Regions from separate parts of the Mus musculus genome. Here region 1 is linked to region 2. A link is a contact called in public Hi-C data. All regions are on one chromosome and are shown on one strand. The core of a region is the stretch at or near the end of the contact, and the rest is flanking DNA. Distances in the headings are between cores, read along the strand shown.

The links. A called contact is a pair of places that touch in the nucleus more often than the background predicts.
Region 1: a contact with region 2 is called in a Hi-C map of uterus, with 4 times the contacts expected there. The contact joins two enhancer-like sites. A contact is called at or near these places in 11 of 484 Hi-C or Micro-C datasets (CD4 T cells, the G1E-ER4 cell line, Sertoli cells and 6 more) and 1 of 115 datasets of contacts at active chromatin or transcription factors (embryonic stem cells).

The regions. Positions count from the first base shown.
Region 1 is chr9:101,098,002-101,105,550 of GRCm38.p6, reverse strand. Msl2 (MSL complex subunit 2) reads right to left here. Exons shown (of 2, transcript NM_001100451.2): 2 at 751-4,980. The coding sequence ends at 3,389. It overlaps Ppp2r3a (protein phosphatase 2, regulatory subunit B'', alpha), which reads left to right. Exons shown (of 14, transcript NM_001161362.3): 14 at 1-562. Among named protein-coding and RNA genes, the nearest start is that of Msl2, 27 kb to the right of the region's middle. Within about 2 kb of position 5,895, at least 42 of the 459 cell types and tissues checked have an H3K27ac peak or open chromatin away from gene starts, as enhancers often do. A contact at or near this core is called in uterus, where this site is marked.
Region 2 is chr9:101,014,590-101,021,756 of GRCm38.p6, reverse strand. All of the region lies in intron 5 of Pccb (propionyl Coenzyme A carboxylase, beta polypeptide), which reads left to right. Among named protein-coding and RNA genes, the nearest start is that of Pccb, 17 kb to the left of the region's middle. Within about 2 kb of position 3,851, at least 14 of the 459 cell types and tissues checked have an H3K27ac peak or open chromatin away from gene starts, as enhancers often do. A contact at or near this core is called in uterus, where this site is marked.

The sequences.
Region 1 (7,549 bases), core at 4,646-7,145, 82 kb before region 2:
AACACTCCTAATGCTGTGACCCTTTAATACAGTTCCTCACGTTATGGTGACCCCCAACCATAAAATTATTTGCTACTTCATAAATGTAATTTTACTATTATTAATCATGATGTAAATAGCCGATATGTGTTACGCAACCCCTGTGAAAGGGGTTTCGACCCCCAGGTTGAGAACCACTAATCTAAATATTATTTAATGAAAGGAGGGTTTCATAGCATAATTGTCAAGGTAATCAAACTAATAAAATTCTGTATATTTCCCTGCATCTATCATATCTGTTACTGTTCAAAATGTTGGGTTTTGTTGTTTTTTTAAAAGGGAAAGAAAAGGAAGAAAGAAAACCCCAGCACTAGCGCAGATATCCTGTGTGGCGCTGGCCGAGCGGAGTAGACGGTGCATGAGTTGTTCTCCCCTCTGCCAAACAAAATAAAGCTGTCTGTCGTGTGCTCGACTGCGTTCACTCTGCAGTGCGGTTTAGATACAATTCGGCTTTATGCCTGCAAGTGCAGCTGAGGTTTTGAAGACTTGGGGATGTTATAAAGAACTCTTAATGCAATCTAAATCCTGAGGAGTGTTTTCCTTTGGGATGCAGGGCTTCTCCGGGGTGAAAGGTGACTTTAGCCTCTCTACATTCAAAGGCATGTTACTACTGGGCATCTAAAATGAAACCAGAATATTACCTCCAGATCATACCGTCTTGAGTTTTATGTCCTAAAAGCATTGTTACCTACGGAAAAAAAATTCTACTCATTTGTTTAACATTTTTACTTTTCTTCAGTAAGGTTATCATTTTTTTTAAGAAAGCAATTACAGAGAGCCTTTACCCTAGGACTTCATAAAGAAAATATACACTCAACAAATCTAACCAAAAAGAAAAAGTTTAACTCTCTAATGGCAAGGACTCAGATTATTCATGATATACCAATTTAAATGCAGTTTTTCTTGTTTAGTAATTTCATATCCTGATGGAGAAGTCCAGTTACTTCAATAAATTCACAGCTAATTCATTTGTCAACATTACTTTTTTAAAAATCCACACATCATAAAGAAAAACAATATAAAAAACCAAGGCACTGTAATAAAGTTCTTTTCCCCCGGCTAATACAGACCATTCAAAACATGCTATCCCAAACTCCTCAGTATTCTACAACATAGAATTAGAAAACTATCATTTATTGATAGATTTAAGGTGTAATACAGGTTTCCAAAAATGTGGCAGTGAGAATACCAGCATAAAAAAGAGAAACTTGTGCTAAAAACAACCTGAATTCATCATTGGCAATATTACAGATCAATCAAGGCCCTCACATACTAATGTCCACTTTGTCTATATTGCCGACCTCCCATGCATCAAGAAACAAAGTGATCAAATTTGGGAAGCAATTAGGTACTCCATGAATTTTAAGATACTAGGAAAGTTTGGGAGATTTGCAAAATATAGCCTAATTATCCATGTGTACAATCTCATTTCTAGTCATTTCTGCAGTGATCATTAGTGAATAAAAAACAGATTTACACGATTATATAGCAGGGAATATGGTTCAACACAAAAACTGTTACAAAGTTCAGGTAAATACATGTTTCATAAGACACTGCTATCATTTAAAGATTTAAATAAAATTCCAAAACTTGGTAAGCAAATAAAGACAAGACAACTAAGAAGCATTTTCCACCATTTACTCTTGTTATCAAAAATAGTTCAACTCTTCTTGCAAAACAAAAACAAAATCGTACATACTGGACACATACATCACATTTCCTTCCTATGGCTTTAGCCCACCCCCGCCCCACCCAAAGAGACCAAAAAATTTTTTTGGTATTTTTTTGTTTTTTTAAAAAGCCCAATGACAACAACAAAACAACTACCTGACCACATCCCCAGAAAATGACACCAGGATACACTACAAAACAGGAGGTGTCATCTGCTGTGTCCAAAGGATTCTTCTCCATGTCTTTGTGAGGCGAGTAACCATCATTGAACATGCTGTGTGCCAAACCAAAACAACTTCAACACATCAGATCTCACTAGATGTTGAGTGCAGTAGAAGTTGGAACTTCCCTAGCAGTATTTTTCTTAGAACAAGCACTGCCAAAGCAGCAACTCTTTGAAATCACAAGGTTCTCTCTACACCTAGTCAGTCCTTGTTTAACCTGGGCTGTGCTCTCTCAAGCAACTGACTAGGACCTCCCATCAACAGAATGTTTATCTTCCCCATAAAGTTAGTAGGAGGAAGTACATTAAACTGAAACAGTTTGTGCTTTACATGCAAGAGCATCTAAAGAAGATCCTCCGAGCTTTAGACCTAAATGCCCAGGCTTCACTAAAGGCCTTGATGAAGAAGCCTTCATTTTGAACAGCACCCTAAAAAAGAAAAAAGAAAAGAAAGAAAAGGAAAAAAAGGAGCATATTCAAGGTAAAGCCCGTGGCAAATAGGAAATAAATAAAAAAGAAGTTGTCAATGGCAATAAGTATAATGCATAAGTCTGGGCACATTTGGGGCATTATTCCAGAATTCATTTAAATAAAACCCAATTTTTAGATTATTTTTATATTTTTTAAAAATTCTGTCATGAACTATATAAATTCAGTTATATTCAGAATAAAACAGCTCTTCACTTTATTTACCAAATAGAACATTGCTCAAAGTGAAAGGACTTAGGATTTTCTCATAGAAGTAAATCAGATAACTAGAAAGGAGGGCTGAACTCATAAATATTTAAAGCATAAACAGCTTAACATTTGTGGTCTGATGGAATTTATTTGTTCACTTTTTTAAAAGACAGATTTCTTAAACATTCTAATGAGGGGGAAATTTTCTTTCATAATACTGCTGATTTAAGAACTGCTACATACACGCCAGTAGCCAATTTTCATGATCAGAAATGGTATTATGTCAGCACAAAGGTTGAGCTGGACACATCAGCTTTTCAACAGGAGAAATATCAGTGCGGCATTTGAAGGCAGCACAAAGTCTCCTGATAAACTAATGGCTACTTTTTCACAAAAAAATTAGCGCAATCTTTATGGACTGACTGATACCACTTCCTTACATTTTAATCATCAACTTTGATTATGCACAAAGCATGACCATAAACAATGAGGTTATTGTTATTTCCTTGCCAAAGTTCATTTTGTATAAATCAGTTGCATCAGCATTTGTTCTCAAACTATGAGGTTCTGTAAGAACTAAGAACATATAGTTGTAGGGTTACTCCTCCATTATCTGCAAACTATTTCCCCGACACTAACACATATAACTTAGCAATGAAAACACTTGATACAAGTGATCTATATGCAGGAGCTCCGGCAAGTTAAACCAACAGAACCATAGCTGCCGTAAAACTGTAGCTATTTCCTACCAAGGGGTAGGTTTAAAGACCCACTGATTTAACAGTCGAATCTCATATCTATAGCTTCATCCAAACTTTTATCATCATGTGTACTGGCAGCCAAAAATGTCGTTACAGGGGACCCTGTGACATTAATTACACTGGTGCTGGTACTTGCGTTACGCACAGCAATGCTAGTCACATTAATGCCCAAAGTGAGCCTGGTCTGCTCCAAGGCCTTTTCTGGCACCGCAAATGCCTCCAGCTTCTTCTCCCCATTGGCCATATAGGAGTTTTGGCAGCCACGACATATACAATCTAAGCAGGCTTTCCGGTTAGAGTAGCAAGGGCAGCGTTGGCCGCGGCATGTAAGAACACTTGGATTTTGAGTAGCACGCCCACATTTACATCCTTTCTTTTCCTGGGGCTTTTTGTACACAGTCTTGGTAGGGCTTCCTGGCATAAAATGATGACTAGGCATCTTTTCCTTTACTGCTTTGTCTTTTTTAAGAATACCTGGCTTGGATTTAGAGTGAGATTTCTTGGATCCATGTTCATGACTCTTTTTCATGCTTTTAGTAGATAAAAGTACAGTCTTGCTGATCTTGGGTGTCGTGCCTCCATTGGGAACAGTTGCTATAGGTTGAAGAGAGATTTTGCTTTCCCGCTTCACAGTCACAGGAGCAGATGCCCCCAGTGTTGGGCCTCGGATAATGGTAGAAATTGGAAGTGGCTGAACTTTCTCACTGTCACTTTCAGATCTGGATCGTTTTCGATTCAACTTTGCTACCTTGGGAGTTGCTGCTGTACATGATAACCCATGAAGTGCAGGGCTGGTGGACATGAAAACATTATGGCTAAGAGACTGGGAAGAAAGCTGCAAAAAAGGTCCATTGGATACAGTGGCTTCCAAGTTTGGCTGCAAATTAGGACAGCAAACTTCTGTATTTGAAACAGTTTCTAAGCTGCGGAGTACTTCCTCAACACTCAGCAAAAGAGAGTCACCGGGTTTTATATCTTCACTGAAACTACAGATATCAATACCTGTGGAGCACAAGTCAGTGGCTACCGTGTCACAGACAGGTGGCAGGTTGTCAGACAGATCCTCAGTTTTTATATCAACAGTATTACACACGTCAATTGTATTTGGATGTTCAGGTGAAGGGATATTTATACCAAATCTATCTATTGAAAGCCCATTGTAAGTAGGCAAACCATTGATAACAGAACTGCCAATGGCAATGCTGAGGGTACTCTCAGACATTGGAGATAAGCTAGCTTGAGGATCAGCTGTGGGTTCTGAAGTTGAAGGTAAAGGGGAATGTGTCAAACACAGAGTGAAGGATGAATCTGAAGGTTTCTCGGTCTCCTCACAAAACAATGATCCGTCATTAAGCAAAGCCAAAATATCAGAAGAACAGTCAACTGCTTCTATTATATCCCGTGCCAGTGTCGTCTGGGTTATATATTCACACAGTTTCTTGTAGCAATTCACTAGGATGCTTAACTGCTTGTTCTCCTCAAACTGCTCATAGTCTTTGCACCAGCTACATGAAGGTTTCATCATCATTTTCTTGCCTTTACAAGTTTTGCAGACATAGTGTTGGCAGGTGGAGTTGGTGGGTGCAATAGGATCTTGAAGCAAATGTCCTAAGGGGAGGAGGAGGAAAGCACAGATTTTAGCAAAACTAATATACTGTTTCATATAATGGAGTTCAGACATTAATCTCTTAAACTGAAATTTGTTAGACTCACTAGACTGGAAGGAAGGGTATACAGAGATAACTGGAGAAATCGTCAACATCTTACTTCATTTCTGTAACATAGTCTCCATTCCGTTATCTCAAATCACAGTCTTCCTGGATTTCGGTCTTGCCCACAAAATGTTAACACCAACCTCCTTATGGTCTTCTCTCCAAAAGCTACCAGGAAGTAAGTGTGGTGGTAAAGTGTAGGCTTAAAACCCCTGAGGCCCCAAACTAATACAAGAGAAGAATAGACAACTTATTGAACAGAATTGGTACAAATCTAATTCCAACCTGTAATTATATATATGAGCCATAAGATCAAAATGTAAACTACAATGGAGTAAGGGCTCATTCATTAAAAGAAAAGGGAGTTTTATTCAATTCAAATCTCCCACAAGGACTAAAACATAAGAACAGAATAAAATGAGGGGTATCTGAGCCTGACACAGTGGTGCACATCTTTAATCCCAGCACGCTATAGAGTCAGAGGAAGGTGAATCTCTATATAAGTTCAAGGACAGCATGGTCTCTACATAGTGAATTCCAGGGCAGCTAAGGACTATACAGAGACCCTGACTCAAAAGAACAAGATCGGGATTGGTGGGAGAAACTTGTGCACCACCATGCCTGGCTCAATAGACTTTTTTTTCACGTTAACAACTTCCCTCTAAACCACAGACGTGGGCCATTATGTTTAAACTTATTACAATAAAGAAAAATGGAAGTAATACTGTACGCCAGAACTCAAAAGAACTGTTCTATTATAAACCATAGGTATCCTCGTACAGCAACAGATTAGGAAAGTGAAAGTGGAGCTGGGGAGCTGGCTCAGCTGGGAAGGGCTAACAACGTGTACAGCACAGGTATGAGGAGCTGCGCTCCTATCCCCAGAAAGCACATAAACATGCTGGTTGTAGTGGCACACTTGTGTAACTTTAGCAACAAGGGGTAGAATAGTGGGGTGGTCCACTGGAGCTCACTGGCTCCCAGCTCCAGGTTCAGTGAGAGACCACCTTTCAAAAAATAAATAGAACAGGACATCTAATGTCCTCTCCTACAGCCTCTGCACACATGATTGGCACACATATGTGCACATACCACACAAACACACATGGTAAAATGGTCTACCAACTTGAGACAGCTATCAAATTATAAATGACGTACAAGTAAGAACAATAGAAGGGTAGATTCTACTGGGTCATCAGCCTGTCTCCACCCTACCAGTGTGGGGTTAGACAGCACCTCCATTCATGCTTGCATAGGAAGCACTCTACCCACTCAGCCATCTCCCTGACACCTTCATTTTTAATTTTTAAATAACTAACACCAAAAATCTCAAGACAAAAAAAATTATTAAGCCCCATGGAACTAAGGCCACATATACAAGAAAATAACGACAAAAGCCATCAAGAAGACAAGACACAACCACAAGAGTCCAACAACATACAACCCAAAACCTTTCAGTTTATAACATTCATCTCCAGCAAACTAAACTTCTTTAACCTACAGCAAACATACACCTGAGGTCCCTAAGGGGATTGGGGGGGGGGGGGAGGACATTGTTGAAAAAGAAGATGTAAAACTCTCTAAGATGTTAGATACTCCCATATCTTTATCTAGAATATATATATAATTCCAAGAAAGCCATTCACAAGAACTCTGAGAGTCACTGGGTTTAGGAAGGCCACAAGAAAACATTGTATATAACTGTGAGTTTCTATGTATATTACCAATGAACTCTCAGTAATTTATATTTCCCAACACTCCTACTTAAAACCAGCACCAAGAAGATATTTTAAATATTTAGGAAGAAAAGTATTTAGAAACACTTATATACAAGTTACACACACACACTTTTGTAATCTCAGCACTTGGAGGGCAGAAGGTCGCGTTTCAGGACAACCTGAGCTGCAGTATATAAAGGGACATGGTCTTCAAAAAAAAGTACCAAGAGCTAGAGCTATGGCTCTTACTCACAGCTTCCCTGGAAGGGGCAGTCTATAAATTCAAGACCCAAAACAACAAAGATTGCACACAGGTGTATTCACAGTCAACCTACATCAGTAACACAGTTGTTTGTTCAGAAGGCACCATCAGCACACCAGGCTGAAGCACAGTCTTTTTGATTATCCATTTGATTACCCAATCTAACAAAAAAATATTCTAATCAGATTACTAGGGAAAATTAAGGTGGGAAAGCAGAGAGGGACAGACGAACAGACGGAAGCACACACATACACGCCCACGTAACTGACAAGCACTTGATACACTTAAATGGCAGTGGCTTAAAAAACAAAAAACAAAAAACAAAATTCTGAGAACACTGGATCTGGAGGTAATAACAATCATAAAATAAAACCTACAATGGCAAACAGTACTAAACTAAAATGTAATGCCAACAACTTACACATGAACAAAACAAAAAACGAATCAAATCTCACACTTTAATCCCAAAACTCAGGAAGAGGCAG
Region 2 (7,167 bases), core at 2,602-5,101:
AGCAGATGAGGGCATCGGATCCCATTACAGATGGTTGTGAGCCACCATGTGGTTGCTGGGATTTGAACTCAGGACCTTTGGAAGAGCAGTCAGCCATCTGACTGCCATCTCTCCAGCCCTGTCCTGTGCCCTTTAACCAGATGTGCTGCCCCCATTCAATGTACCATTCTCTCTAGCAATACATATTTGCATGTTACTTTAGAAACCTTTGGGGGCAAACTGATGATATTTTGCTTCCTTTAGCTCTTAAGTCCTTCACTGTGTATTTCCCGGGAACATTAACCAGAATATAAATATAAAAGGAGACATGACATCAATCTGTTATTAATATTCATAGTCTTTATCTAGTGGCCTTAATAAGCCCTTAATGGCTTCCTTTCCTTCTCTTTTCCTCCCCTGTCCCCCTTTCTCCCTTTGTCTTCTCTCCTTTCCTCCCCTCCTCTTCCTCCTCCTCTCTTTCTCTCCCCCTCTCCTCTCTCTTCTATCCCTCCCCTCTTAACCCCTCTCCTACCTCTCTCCTCCCCTCCTCTCCCTCTCCCCCTTTTCCTCTCCCTCTTTCCTTAACTTTTGTTTCTGACCTGGAATGAACCCAATTGTCATACCTCTTTATTTTCTTTCTTTAATTTGGGGCAGTTCTGTAGTCTTTGTTTTTCATGATCTTAGTTTAAATTTTATTTATTTATTTATTTATTTATTTATTTATTTATTTATTTGGTTTTTCGAGACAGGGTTTCTCTATATAGCCCTGGCTGTCCTGGAACTCACTCTGTGTACCAGGCTGGCCTCGAACTCAGAAATCCGCCTGCCTCTGCCTCCCGAGTGCTGGGATTAAAGGCGTGCGCCACCACACCCAGCAGTTTAAATTTTTAAAAACTTCTTTTGAACTGGGTCTCACAATATAGCTCCGTGTTGACCCAGAACTTGCATGGTCTAGGCTAGTCTTGGAACTCAACAGAGAACTCCCTGTCTCTGCCTTCCACATTCTAGAATTAAAGACTTGTGCCACTGTACCTACCCTGACCTTGACATTACAAAAACCAAGCATCTTTATTTAAATTTAACTGAAAAACTGAAAAATCCATCCATTGTGACATGCCGTTCAGTGTGTCAAACAGCGTACATTTCTGTAGTGGTAGAATCCTTACCTGGGGCCTTGAACCTGCTATCCAAGGGCTTTCACCCGTCCCAGAGTCAGCTAAGACAGGTCTTGAACTTAGCTTCCCACCTCAGTCTCCCAAGTGCTGGGCTTTCAGGTGTGAGCCACCATGCCCAGCTTGAGACTATGTCTTGAGAACAGCTTGAGACTGTTCGATGGACTTGTAAAGTGTGTTATGTATTGTTTTATTGTGGTCAGTTTACTACTTACGTAGCAACCTGCTGTCCGTTATTAGAAGAGGTGTCTCCGATTATCGTCACTCACCCGATTACACCCCCTCCACGTCTGTCAGGGTTTGGTTCTCATGTTTTAAAGCTCTTGCTGATTTATCCATCTGAGGACTCTGTTAGTGGTGGACATTTTAAATTTTTCCTTGATTTTTTAATTATATAGATTTTTTAAAAATTATATTTATTTTTGTGTTGTGTTGCCCTTGCTTGGGTGCATGCCACGGAGCGTGTTGCGGACTAGGACAACTTTCAGTGGTCAGGACTCTCCTTCCATGTGAGTCCCAGGCCTTCATGCTCAGAGGCAAGGCCTCTACCTGACGAGCCACCTTTCTGGCCCTTTAGTATACATTTTTATAATTGTTATATTTTCTATGTGTATTGGGTCCTAATACATGATAGCTTTGTTTGTTTGTTTTTTGAGGTTCTCTCTGTGTAGCCCTGGCTATTCTGGAACTTACTATGTAGACCAGGTTAGCTTAGCCTACCCCTGCCTCCCAAGTGCTGGGATTAAAGACATGTACCACTGTGCCTGGCCCATACATGATAGCTTTCTATTTTATAACTTTTTAAAGTTACTTTGTCTGATAACATTGCCACCATGGCTCTATATTTTCCTCTCATGGAATTTTTTTTTTTTAAATCTCATATTCTCAACTTTTTTGTGTGTCCTTTTGTCAAAAGTAAAACTATAGAGAACATGTACATTATCTTTTAAAAGATCAGTCTGTTAGTCTCTTAGATGGATTTTTGGTGCCTGGATTCTTCTGTTATAACTCTCAAAAAGTTTTAAATTTTATGTGCGCTTGCATGTGCCTGTGTGTGCGTGCGCACATACATGTACATGCCATACGTGTACTGGCCTGCTGGAGGCGAGAGGAGGGCACCGGTTCTCCCTAAGCTGGAGTTAGTAGGCAGCTGTGAACTGCATGAACTGGGTGCTGGAATTGCACTTAGGTTCCCTGGAAGAGCAGCAGGCGCCCTAACCACAGAGCCAGCCCCCTTTTATGGCTTTTTATTTTTAGTTTTTATATTTGTATGTGTGTGTGGCCATACATGTGCTGTAATACATGCATGAAGGTCAGACAACAACTTGTGAGAATTAATTCTCACCTTCCACTAAAGGTAGACTGGAATGAAAGCTGAGCATCAGCATTGGCCACAAGCACACGTTTATCCCCTGAGACAGCTTTCTGGACTCCCCTACCCCCAGTTTCCTCCTTTTTTAATGAAAAAAACTTTCTGTGTAGTTAACACTGTCTGGCTATAGATCCTCCTGTGTCTGTTGAGCTTACAGGCATGTGCTGCCATGGCCAAGCAAAGCAGCCTGCCAAACCCTGCCATTGCTCCGCTCACCACACCCACCCACCATACCCAGCCATAACTCTGCCCGCCACGTCCACCCACATACCCAGCCATAGCTCCGCTCACCACGCCCACCCACCATGCCCAGATATAGCTCCGCTCACCACGCCCACCCACCATGCCCAGCAGTAGCCCCGCCCACCACGCCCACCCACCATGCCCAGCCACAGCTCCACCCCCTTTTGTATGTAGTTGAGTTGAACCATTTTAGTTCACTTCAATTTTCGCCATATTTTTATTTTTCAAAAATCGTAACCTTAGCCAGGCAGTGGTGGTGCACGCCTTTAATCCCAGCACTTAGGAGGCAGAGGCAGGCGGATTTCTGAGTTGGAGGCCAGCCTGGTCTACAAAGTGAGTTCCAGGACAGCCAGGGCTGTACAGAGAAACCCTGTCTCGAAAAAAACAAAAACAAACAAACAACTCCCCCCCAATTGTAACCTTTATTTTTATTTTACACACGTTGGTGTTTTGCCCGCATGTGTGTCTATATACCAACTACGTGCCTGATGCCTGTAGAGGTCAGAAGAGGATCTTGGATATCTTGGGTCTAGAGTTACAAAGGTTGCAAACTGTCACATGGGTGCTGGGAATTCAACTTGGGTCCTCTGGAGGAGCAACTGGTGCTCTTAACCACCGAGGTGTCATCTCTTCAAGCCTCCTTCGCTGTATTTTAAAGTGTCTTTTTCTTAGTGGTCATCTGGGGAATTACAACCAAGATCTTAACTGGTTGAAAGGAAGTTAGCATGAACAGTGTGTGGACTTGGTGCTTTTGTGTGTCTTCATCATTGAAGATCACTCTTTACTCGCGATGTCTCTGTTGACAGATTTAAAAGCCATATGTACGAACAATCGCAGGAATGTGCTTTGTCACAAGCTTTACCTAGACAGTTGGATTTACTAGTGACTCTTTTCCCACGGCTTCCTGTAGCAGTCTAGTGTCGTTTTATTTCAGAGCGAAGCTTTTGTGTTTCTTGTATGATGTCTCAGCTGCCAGCGACTTCCTTCAGCCTCTGTTATCTGGAAATGGCTTACTCTTCCTTCCTTGAAGTTTGGCTTTGTTGGATGTTGAATTCTTGGCTGACAGGTTTTTCATCAAGTACTTGAACTATGTCCTGCTGCCCCCTGGGCTTAACCGTTTATCTTCCTGGGATCCCTTTGTCAGAGGGGAGCCGTTCTGCCCTGCTGCTTCCCGGTTCCTTCCTGGGCTGGAGGTTCATAGTTTGACTATAACGTGTCACAGTGTGATGTCATTGAGCCCATCCTTCTTTAGAGTTTGTTGAGCTTTTTAAATGTGAACGTTTGTACAAGTCTTTCATCAAATCTGGGAAGTCGGGGGTTATATTTCTTCTGGTATTTGACTGGGCCGTTTCTGTGTCTCCTGGGTTCCTGTGGTATGCACATTGGTCCCTGATAGCTTCCTGGGTTCCTGTGGTACGCACTTGGTCCCTGATGGCTTCCCACAGGTCCCTCAGGCTTTGTTCATGTTTTTCTTTCCTCAACATGGTAACTTCCAGGGTTTTATCTCCAGGTTCCCTGACCCATTGTTTCCTGCGATTAAATCTGCCAGCGAACCTTCTACCAGTAATTTGATGAATAATGATTTCATGTCATTTATCATCCACAGTTTCTGCTTGTTTGTTTTCTATGATTTCATGTTATTCCTATTTTGTTCAGTGTTTTTCCTGATTTCCTGAAGTTCTTTTTCCACGTTTATTATTATTTTATTCCATCCATCAAACATATTTAGGAGAGCTGCTGTCGCATCTGTGACTAATAGTTTCAACGTGTGTGTGTGTGTGTTGTGAAATATAATGTGGGGAGGGGGTGTCTGGTAAGCCCATGCCAAAGTGTGCCCCTGAGAAATCACACCCTGCAACACATCTGGTATAAGGGGGCTGACTGGGGAAGGGAGAGGAGTGAGGACCTGGAGGAGGGGTAGAAGCAGATGAGTGGCCATGTAGACAGGCAGACAGATGGGGTAGAGCCATGTGGGCAGAGAAGGGGGTGGTACAGAGGAGAGAAGAGGGAGAGAGAGAATATGGGGGTGGGACACATAGATACACACACACACACACACACACACACACACACACACACCTGGCACACATGGTGGTGGTAGGTGATAACATAAGCTGTTGCTAGGTCCCTGGGAGGAGCCCAGTGGAATCTCCTGTAAACTCACAGGGCTTCCTCAGGTTTCTTATCCCTCAAATTATGTTTTTCCCGTGAATGGCTGTACCCATTTGCGTGTCTTATGATCCATAATTTGTTGATGAATAGTGGAAATTTGTAGTATTCTATCTGGTAAGGTGTTCTTGTTTTTCTCCATTGAGTCAGGGTCTCGTGTAGCCCAGGCTTGCCTCCATCTCACTGTGTAGCTGAAGATGGCTTTGAACTTTCTGCCTCCTATGAGCTGGGTGGTAGGCCTGCACCGCCATGCCTGGTTTCCTGGTAACTTACAAACTGAGCTCCTTCAGTCCGCTTTGTTTATTGACTGTGGGATCCAACTGTGACTTTTTCTAAGCTGTTTTTTTAAGATTTGTGTTGAATATGAACTCTTAAATTTTAGTTGTTTCTGTGGTTGTGGTGTTATTTTTCTCAGGATTGTGACAGATGTGCCTTTAGAAAGAGTTTATTCTGGTTCGAAGTTTGGGGGTGTGGTCCATAATGAGGAGGAGGGGCTGGCTGGCCACGTGCTACCTGCAGTCAGGAAACAGAAATGAGAACGCTCCTCCATGGCTCCCTTCTGTTGTGTCATTCAGTGCAGCCCAGGATGCTGCAGCCCTGGATGCTGGGCTATGGGATGGTGCTTGTATTTACGGTGGGTTCCCAGCTCAACCCAGCCAGGCCCAGAGTTCGACTCCTACAAGATTGTGTTTGATAATACTAACCATCACAGTGTTCAATCAACGATTTGAAAAAGATGTTCTTAGACAGGCAGAGTGTGGGGCTGCACACCTTTAATCCCAGCCCTCAGGAGGCCGAGGCAGTCGGATCTCTACATTCAAGGCTAGTCTGGTCTACAAATTGAGTTCCAGGATTACCAGAACTTTTGCATAGAAAAATCCTGTCTCAAAACAAGCAATCAAGCAATCAAGCAAACAAACAAACCAAACAAGATGTTCTCAGAAGCTTAGAGCAAGGGTTGGGCAAGTATCCTTTTCCCTTATAATAAGGAAACAACCCATCAGAACTGAATGAAGCTGACCCTTCAGAAGCCACAGTTAATGATGACGATACACATCCGGGCTGGAGATGAGGCACAGTGGTTGCCCAGTATGGATCCTCAGCGCCTCAGAATAAAAAGCATGACCCTACCGAGGATGTGGCCTTTGTTGCCCCTCTTTGGTGCCAGATAGCCACTGTAGGTGTGCTTGTCACGGCTGGGGAAAGATAGCAGCGGGTCACATGAAATTCAGCAGTTTCTTCTGTCTCCATCCCGAAAGGGTTCGACTAGACTTCCCGAAAGGTGCTTCCGACAGTCCTGTGGCTGAAGTTATTTCCTGGTTTCCTAAAGCTGTCCCATCTGTCTTCTGTGATGTCTCATGGCTATATCCTGTTAGCCTGAGTGCTTGGGGGGTGGGGGTAGGGGTGGGGGTGTTCCATCATTTTTAGCTAGTCAGGAAATCACTTGAGTACATGAGTTTGAGACTAGCCTGGGCAACGTAGTGTGAGATTCCATTTAAAAAAACAAACAAACAAACAAACAAACAAACAAACTGATTTTATACCAACAAGAGAACCCTACCCCAAGCCCATAGCTCTTATGTTAAATACTTTTAGTGTACTTTTAAATTTCCTCTATGTTCGTTCTTTCTTCTTCTTCTTCTTCTTCTTCTTCCTCTTCCTCTTCCTCTTCCTCTTCCTCTTCCTCTTCCTCTTCCTCTTCCTCTTCCTCTTCTTCTTCTTCTTCTTCTTCTTCTTCTTCTTCTTCTTCTTCTTCTTTTGGGATGTCGGGAGACCAGGGCCTTGTTAAGTTGCCTCCATTGGCTTCAAACTCCTAATCTTCTGCCTCAGCTTTCAAAATTCTGGGAGTATAAGCATGCTCTACTATGCTTGTCTAATTTTTTATTTTTTATTTTATTTTATTTTTTTAAAGATTTATTTATTTATTTATTATATGTAAGTACACTGTAGCTGTCTTCAGACGCACCAGAAGAGGGCATCAGATCTCATTACGGGTGGTTGTGAGCCACCATGTGGTTGCTGGGATTTGAACTTGGGACCTTCGGAAGAGCAGTCGGGTGCTCTTACCCACTGAGCCATCTCACCAGCCCTACTTGTCTAATTTTTTAAACTGTACTTTAAAAAATTAAAAATAAGTAAGCATACAAAATAATAGTTGCTTTTCTGTCTCTTTCTTCTCTTCCTTCTCCCACCCCAAACCCGACAGGGTTTTATATAGCCTAGGCTAGCCTA